Linked DNA regions of Danio rerio: region 2 is linked to region 1. Evidence: chromatin contacts called from public Hi-C data. All regions are on one chromosome and are shown on one strand. Each heading gives the region's core, a stretch centred on a gene start, on an enhancer-like site or on the middle of the called end of the contact. The rest is flanking DNA. Distances are from core to core; before and after follow the strand shown.

Region 1 (3,335 bases), core at 314-2,813:
TTCTTACCATGTAAATTTTTACTTCAAAGACCATGTAAAGTTAAAATCATTAAATTAAAAATTATCCAGATACGCATATACTAAACTAATCATGTGTCTTTTCAGCACAAATAATAAAAGTTAACTAGTATGAAGCTGCGCAAATTGACTTGCTTGTTTTCAGGACAAGCCTAAATGCAAAACAGAATGGATTTACAATGGAAATCATAAAACGCACGTTTTGTCATGAAAACAGGCATAATGAGCCAAGGCATCTTTTGCATAAGCAGTTCTTCTACTAGAACAAGCTTGGTTGTGCAGCAACACATTCTGAATGCTCCGCTCTCACCATAAGCAATATGTGTTATCCACTGCTTTGAAATTATATGACTAGCAAACATTTTTAATGTGATCCATACAGTAAGTAGCATACAACCAAGTCTGTTGACAATTTTTTGCAATTCTATCAATTAGTTACAGTGCTCAGCATAATTGAGTACACCCCATTTTGAAAATGAATATATTTCTTATTTTCTCAGTAAATATAGGCAATGTATTTTGGTGCATTCAAACAAAACAGATTTATTAAACAGATATATTTATTAAATAACATTTTATTCACCAAACAAATATAAAAATAAAAACATACATTTAAATTCATGCAATAAAAATTACAAAATTTCTACAAAATTGTAATATAATTTCTTTCTCTTGATTTTTCATCTTTTTTCAAATTTTCTATTTAATATTTTTCTATACACTTTCATTATCGTAAGATATTTAGTTAGATAAGCTCCTGATTTGATCAGGACTGACTAATTTAAAGTATATGCACAAATATATATATAAATTATAAAGCATGGTATAAAGAATATTCATTTAAACGAGAGGTTTGTGAGGGGTGTACTTATATAGGCTGTGCAGTGTATTGCAAAGAGAACTCCAACCCAAACACAATACAATCTGTCAGCGAGCACAGTCTGGCTAGGTAATATACACACAGTGTTACAGACACGATGTGTTGTTATTGTAAACGCACAGCACAGGGCTTGGCTTTGAGATGGAAACACTGAATGGAAACTTGAGCACGGCAAACACACACACACACACACACACACACACACACACACTCCGCAAGTTCTCATAAATACACAATCTGTACATCTACCCACAGACAAGCACAAGTGCACCAGGATGATCTCCGTCATCAGGTGTCACACTCACCTCCTTCCAAACAGTCGTAACCCAGTAAAAGTCCTGCTGCTGTGCCGCCGACTAACCGCCACTCTATCCCCCTCGGGCAAAGGCTTGGATGGGATGTCAGAGTTAGATGAAGAAGCGGACGTGGAGGCCAGAGAGGCTGTGACCTCTTCCCTGTCCTGAGAACCTGCTCCCAGCTCTTGCTCCATCAGGAGCCCCAGCTGTCAATCAAACAATGTGAACCAATCCCAAACTCACAGAGTCAGAGAGTCCTCATGGCAAGAACGACAAGCAGAGAAGGGTCGCACCATCCTGCTCTCCGCCTCTCTCAAAGAGAGGGAGGACAACACCAACAGCGCTCAGTCTTGCAGATCCTCACAGATGTCCACGTGTGATCCGCTTCCCATTCCGCCTTCAAGACACATAATCCTATAAGCAAACCCCCGCATTCCTCTCCCCCTCCTCTCTTTCCTTCCTCCCTCTCTCTCTCTCTCTCTCTCTCTCTCAGGAAGTTCTTACAATCCCAGTCTAAGCACAGAGTATTCCTCCAGACCTCTTTGCATGTCTTTCTCTCTCTCTCGTTCTCAAGAGCTCATCTCCTGCTCCTCTCTTGGTGGCTGTCGCTTGTACTCAAACACACACACACAGACACACATAAATGCAGGCGCACACACATATGCTCTGACTGCCGGTTGCACTCCAGGAAGTGTCAAACTCAAAAAGAGACTCATTCATAGGACCCCAAATGTAGCTGTCCCTCCAAATGCCTGACTGTTTTTGACATTTTGAATGTTTTGCTGTCTGTCAGACAGAAGCTCTAGATGAAAATGTGCTGACAATGCAAATAATAAACAGCTTATGGTAGGCAGATCAAATCAGGAGTCAATCTAGTTTTGTTTGACCAAAAGATGCATAACTTGGGTCACAAAAGCATATATGAAGTAAAATGTAAAACATTGCACGTGCGCGCACACACACACACACACACACACACACACACAGAACAATGTGTTTTTGGTTGTGTGAGCACAATTGTAATAGGTACTCAGGTAGGAGGACATTATACCAGTGAATAAATGCAGTTTGACACTCAGAAAAGGAGAGAAAGAAAAAGACATGAAAAGAAAAGAGCAGAAAGAAAGATGGCCTCAGGCTCTGAGTCGCTATTGATTTCTGGCAAATCAGTGTTTGTGTATATAGCTCTTAGCTTCAGTTAAAGGTTTTTCTTTTGCACCTTTATATAAAGATTCACTGCTAGCCTGCAATGTAGAACAGCATCACAACATAGACCAGAAGTATTACAGATAAGTCTAACCATTTAAACAACAATATTATCTATCTATCTATCTATCTATCTATCTATCTATCTATCTATCTATCTATCTATCTATCTATCTATCTATCTATCTATCTATCTACTAACCTATCCATCTATCTATCCATCCATCTATCCATTCATCCATCCACCTATCCATCCATCCATCCATCCATCTATCTACCAATCCATCCATCTATCTATCCATCCATCTTTCTACCCATCAACCTATCCATCAATCTATCCATCTTTCTGCCCATCAACTCATCCATCTATCCATCCACCTATCCATCCATACATCCATCCATCCATCCATCCTCCTATCCATCCATCTATCTATCTATCCATCAACCTATCCATCTATCTATCCATCCATCTATCTATCCATCTTTCTGCCCATCAACTCATCCATCTATCCATCCACCTATCCATCCATACATCCATCCATCCATCCATCCTCCTATCCATCCATCTATCTATCTATCCATCAACCTATCCATCTATCTATCCATCCATCTATCTATCCATCTTTCTACCCATCAACTTATCCATCCATCCATCCATCCATCCATCCTTCTACCTATCAACCTATCCATTCATCCATCCACCTATCTATACATCCATCCATCCCTCCACCTATCTATTTATCTGTCTATCTACCATCCATCCATCTATCTATCTAATTCTAAATTATTTTTTTTAAATGATTGCATTTTATAACCGTTTCAATACCAATTATCATTTAATTAAACAAATATTAGTCTCATAAAAATAAAAGCCCAATATTAATACAAAACACTACTGTGGATGGAACAGCAAGTACATGACGGGTCTTGTCATC
Region 2 (3,335 bases), core at 554-3,053, 70 kb before region 1:
GACAAATGCAATGCATTCTGTATACATACCACTAGAGAGCAGCATTACACGACGAGATAAAGATATGACAAAAAAAAAAAAAACGTGCATGACAAATTAGGTATATTATGTCTTTCCTATTTTTTCCATCAATCTCTATCTTCTCTTTTATCATCTTGACATACAGTTGAAGTCAGAATTATTAGCCCCCCTTTAATTTCTTTTCTTTTTTTAAATATTTCCCAAATAATGTTTAACAGAGCAAGGAAATTTTCACAGTAGGTCTGATAATATTTTTTCTTCTGGAAAAAGTCTTAAAAATTTTTATTTCGGATAGAATAAAAGCAGTTTTTAATAAAAAAAACATTTTAAGGTAAACATTATTAAAGCTATTAATATACCTTTAAGCAATAGTTTTTTTCAATAGTCTACAGAACCATCATTATAACTTGCCTAATTACCCTAACCTGCCTAGATAACCTTTAACTGACACTTTAAGCTGTACAGAAATGTCTTGAAAAATATCTAGTCAAATATTATGTACTGTCATCATGGCAGAGATAAAATAAATCAGTAATTAGAAATGAGTTGATAAAACTATTTTGTTTAGAAATGTGCTGAAAAACATCTGCTCTCTGTTAAACAGAAATTGTGGAAAAAATAAACAGGGGGCTAATAATTCAGGGGCTAATAATTCTGAAAAAAAAAATATATATATATATGTGAAGCGCTATATAGTAGTTTTATTAAAATGTGGCTGCTGAGTGTGCATCTTGGAAGCAGTAAGGTGCAAGTTTGTCATTTAAATGGAGGCGTGCCTAATATCTCAACTTTCCGGAATGACGCGAGTGCACCACGATTCATGCAAGCTGAGGTAACCAACCTGCTTCACACTTTGTATGGAATATACACATTTCAGTAATAACGGCAGACTAATTACCTCAGACAAACGCAGCTCACCCAAACATTCATTTTCTCCAGAAACTAGTATTGAAGCTGCAACAATGGTTTATCATCCAAGACAGTTGATGACGGCAGGTAGGGGAGCACGAGCGCAAATGAAGGAAACCACACACCACTCGTGCTAGTTACTTCAAGTCAAAGTTGAGGTTTACTGTATCATTTTAACATTTTTTCAATTAAATCCTTTTTTCTTTAATAATGTTGGAAAATTAAAATGAAGTGGTTAAATGTTTTAAAATCCTAATATATTAAAAAAATATTGAATAATTATCAATACCAAATGATATGAAACATGTCAATTTAATAATTTTAATATAATTTTAAAGAATTTTAAGCAATATATATATATATATATATATATATATATATATATATATATATATATATATATATATATATATATATATATATATATATATATATATATATATATATATATATATATATATATATATATATATATATATATATATATATATATATATGTATATTTGCAATATCACCCAGCCCTAGTATGAACTATGAAATAAATAATATATAAAGAAGGTTTCTATATACATAAGGTGTCAATTTTAAACTGTTGTGCAAAATCCAGCAGAGAATGAATAATGTGCAAAACTGTAACAGCATACATATGCAGTAGTCGTAGTTGAATTTTGAAGTGCATATGTAACCCATACTTTTTTGACCCATACTAAGTATTGTTGATTATTCCCACAAATATACCCATACGATATACGACATAAGGAATTTGTCTCAACTCCCTTTTGTCTTTGTTCATCTCTCTTTGATAAACAGTGACTTATTCTGTCATTTCTTTATATATAGAACACAGACTCACCAGTGACTTGGCGTAACAGTGCTGTTCTCCAACGTAACAGAAGTCCCCCGAGACATTCGTCTCAAACCAGATGTGCTCTCCGTATACAGCTGATTCCTTCTCAAACACAAAGCACAGTACCAAACGTGAAACCAAAGAACGAAACCGTAGCTCTCTAAAAATACAGTGAATGGAGATCAGAAGTCTTGATGACTCTTGTAACTCACACTCCAGTCTACTGTGTTGCGTATTTCTCTGTCCGTTTCCCCTTTGGCTAACACTGCAGCACTGGGCTGGCATGAGAGGTGCTGGAGACCGGACTTGGCAATAGCCTTCCTGCAAGCAAGCACAAAATAGACAGATTTCAATAAAATACAAACTAATAAAAACATAAACAGAAATATCCCGGATTTTAAACATAAACAAAAGAGCACAGTTATTGCATGTGGAACAAACAAAAGCTTCAAATTACCTGAACTAATATGACTGAGCTAAATAATGACTTGATTGTCTTCTGTAGAGCTGTTTTATAGGTGAATCAAATTTGTTTCATAACTGATAAACATCAACACTGTTACTGGACTTGAATTGAATCAACACTGAAATGATTCGAGTTTAATAAGACACTAAAGTCCTTTTAACTGCTTGTAAGTAAAATTTGAATTTGTCAATTGTTTGTTATTTTAATTTTAATTTAATATTTTATTAAGCTATCTGTTTTGTACAATGCAACATTTAAATCAAAGTGACTGTTTTTAGCTGTGTCACATTTAACACATTAAAGTAAAATAATATATATTTGAGAAGTAAAAGGAAAATGTAAAAGCAAAAGAAAAAGATACACTAAACCCGCATGTCTAGCTGTGAAACTAAATATTTTTTAAAGATTCCAGTGCTTTCAAACTCAAACAATATTGTGCAAACCATTAAGAAATAGTTTATACTCTAAGTATCTTTTGCTAAGAATATGTAAGAAAAGTTTAACTAATGACAAATACAGAAAAATTTATAATGCCTGGTATTAAATTTGGTTGTATTTAGGTATAATAATAATTATCAACTTATTGCACATGGTTAAAAAACACACTACAGTATTTACTATAAATTACCATAGTAAATTTTTATGTGGGTGTGTGACGACTGGAAAAAGATCTGGTAGCAGATATCGCAGTCTCAGTTACTTTGTGTTGCGCTTTTTAGTTAACATTTATTATTATTTATTTGTTTAGGATATACTTTTCCACATTCTGATTCCAATGCCTAATTATAAAATTTCTAAAATGACTAGTATTAAATTAAATATTCTTAAGAACAAAATATTATGTGTTTTTTTGAAGGAACTTTAGATGCTATTATATTGTCATCCTGGCATTATATATAGAGAGTGGCATAAAATGGTCTTAAACCTTTGATCCTCTAAAAAATGGCTGACCATATTTTAACGGTTTTAAATATTGTTTTACACATACAGCATTGTTGGTTTACAAAAAAAAAACAATCCTGTTGCACTACTACACTTGATTTTTGGGGGAAAAAAACATGTCTAAAGGGAATTTAAAAAAATATAGGTCAT

The links. Hi-C and Micro-C count contacts between places; a contact is called where the count stands out from the background.
Region 2: a contact with region 1 is called in a Hi-C map of an unstated tissue, with 2.4 times the contacts expected there. The contact joins two enhancer-like sites. A contact is called at or near these places in 3 of 18 Hi-C or Micro-C datasets (caudal fin, hematopoietic stem cells and an unstated tissue).

What each region holds. Positions count from the first base shown.
Region 1 is chr7:39,225,974-39,229,308 of GRCz12tu, reverse strand. The region is part of intron 1 of dgkza (diacylglycerol kinase, zeta a); the gene reads right to left. Among named protein-coding and RNA genes, the nearest start is that of dgkza, 49 kb to the right of the region's middle. Within about 2 kb of position 1,563, at least 44 of the 62 cell types and tissues checked have an H3K27ac peak or open chromatin away from gene starts, as enhancers often do.
Region 2 is chr7:39,296,514-39,299,848 of GRCz12tu, reverse strand. It overlaps dgkza (diacylglycerol kinase, zeta a), which reads right to left. Exons shown (of 32, transcript XM_073908831.1): 2 at 1,990-2,098; 3 at 1,784-1,879. Among named protein-coding and RNA genes, the nearest start is that of mdka, 85 kb to the left of the region's middle. Within about 2 kb of position 1,803, at least 7 of the 62 cell types and tissues checked have an H3K27ac peak or open chromatin away from gene starts, as enhancers often do.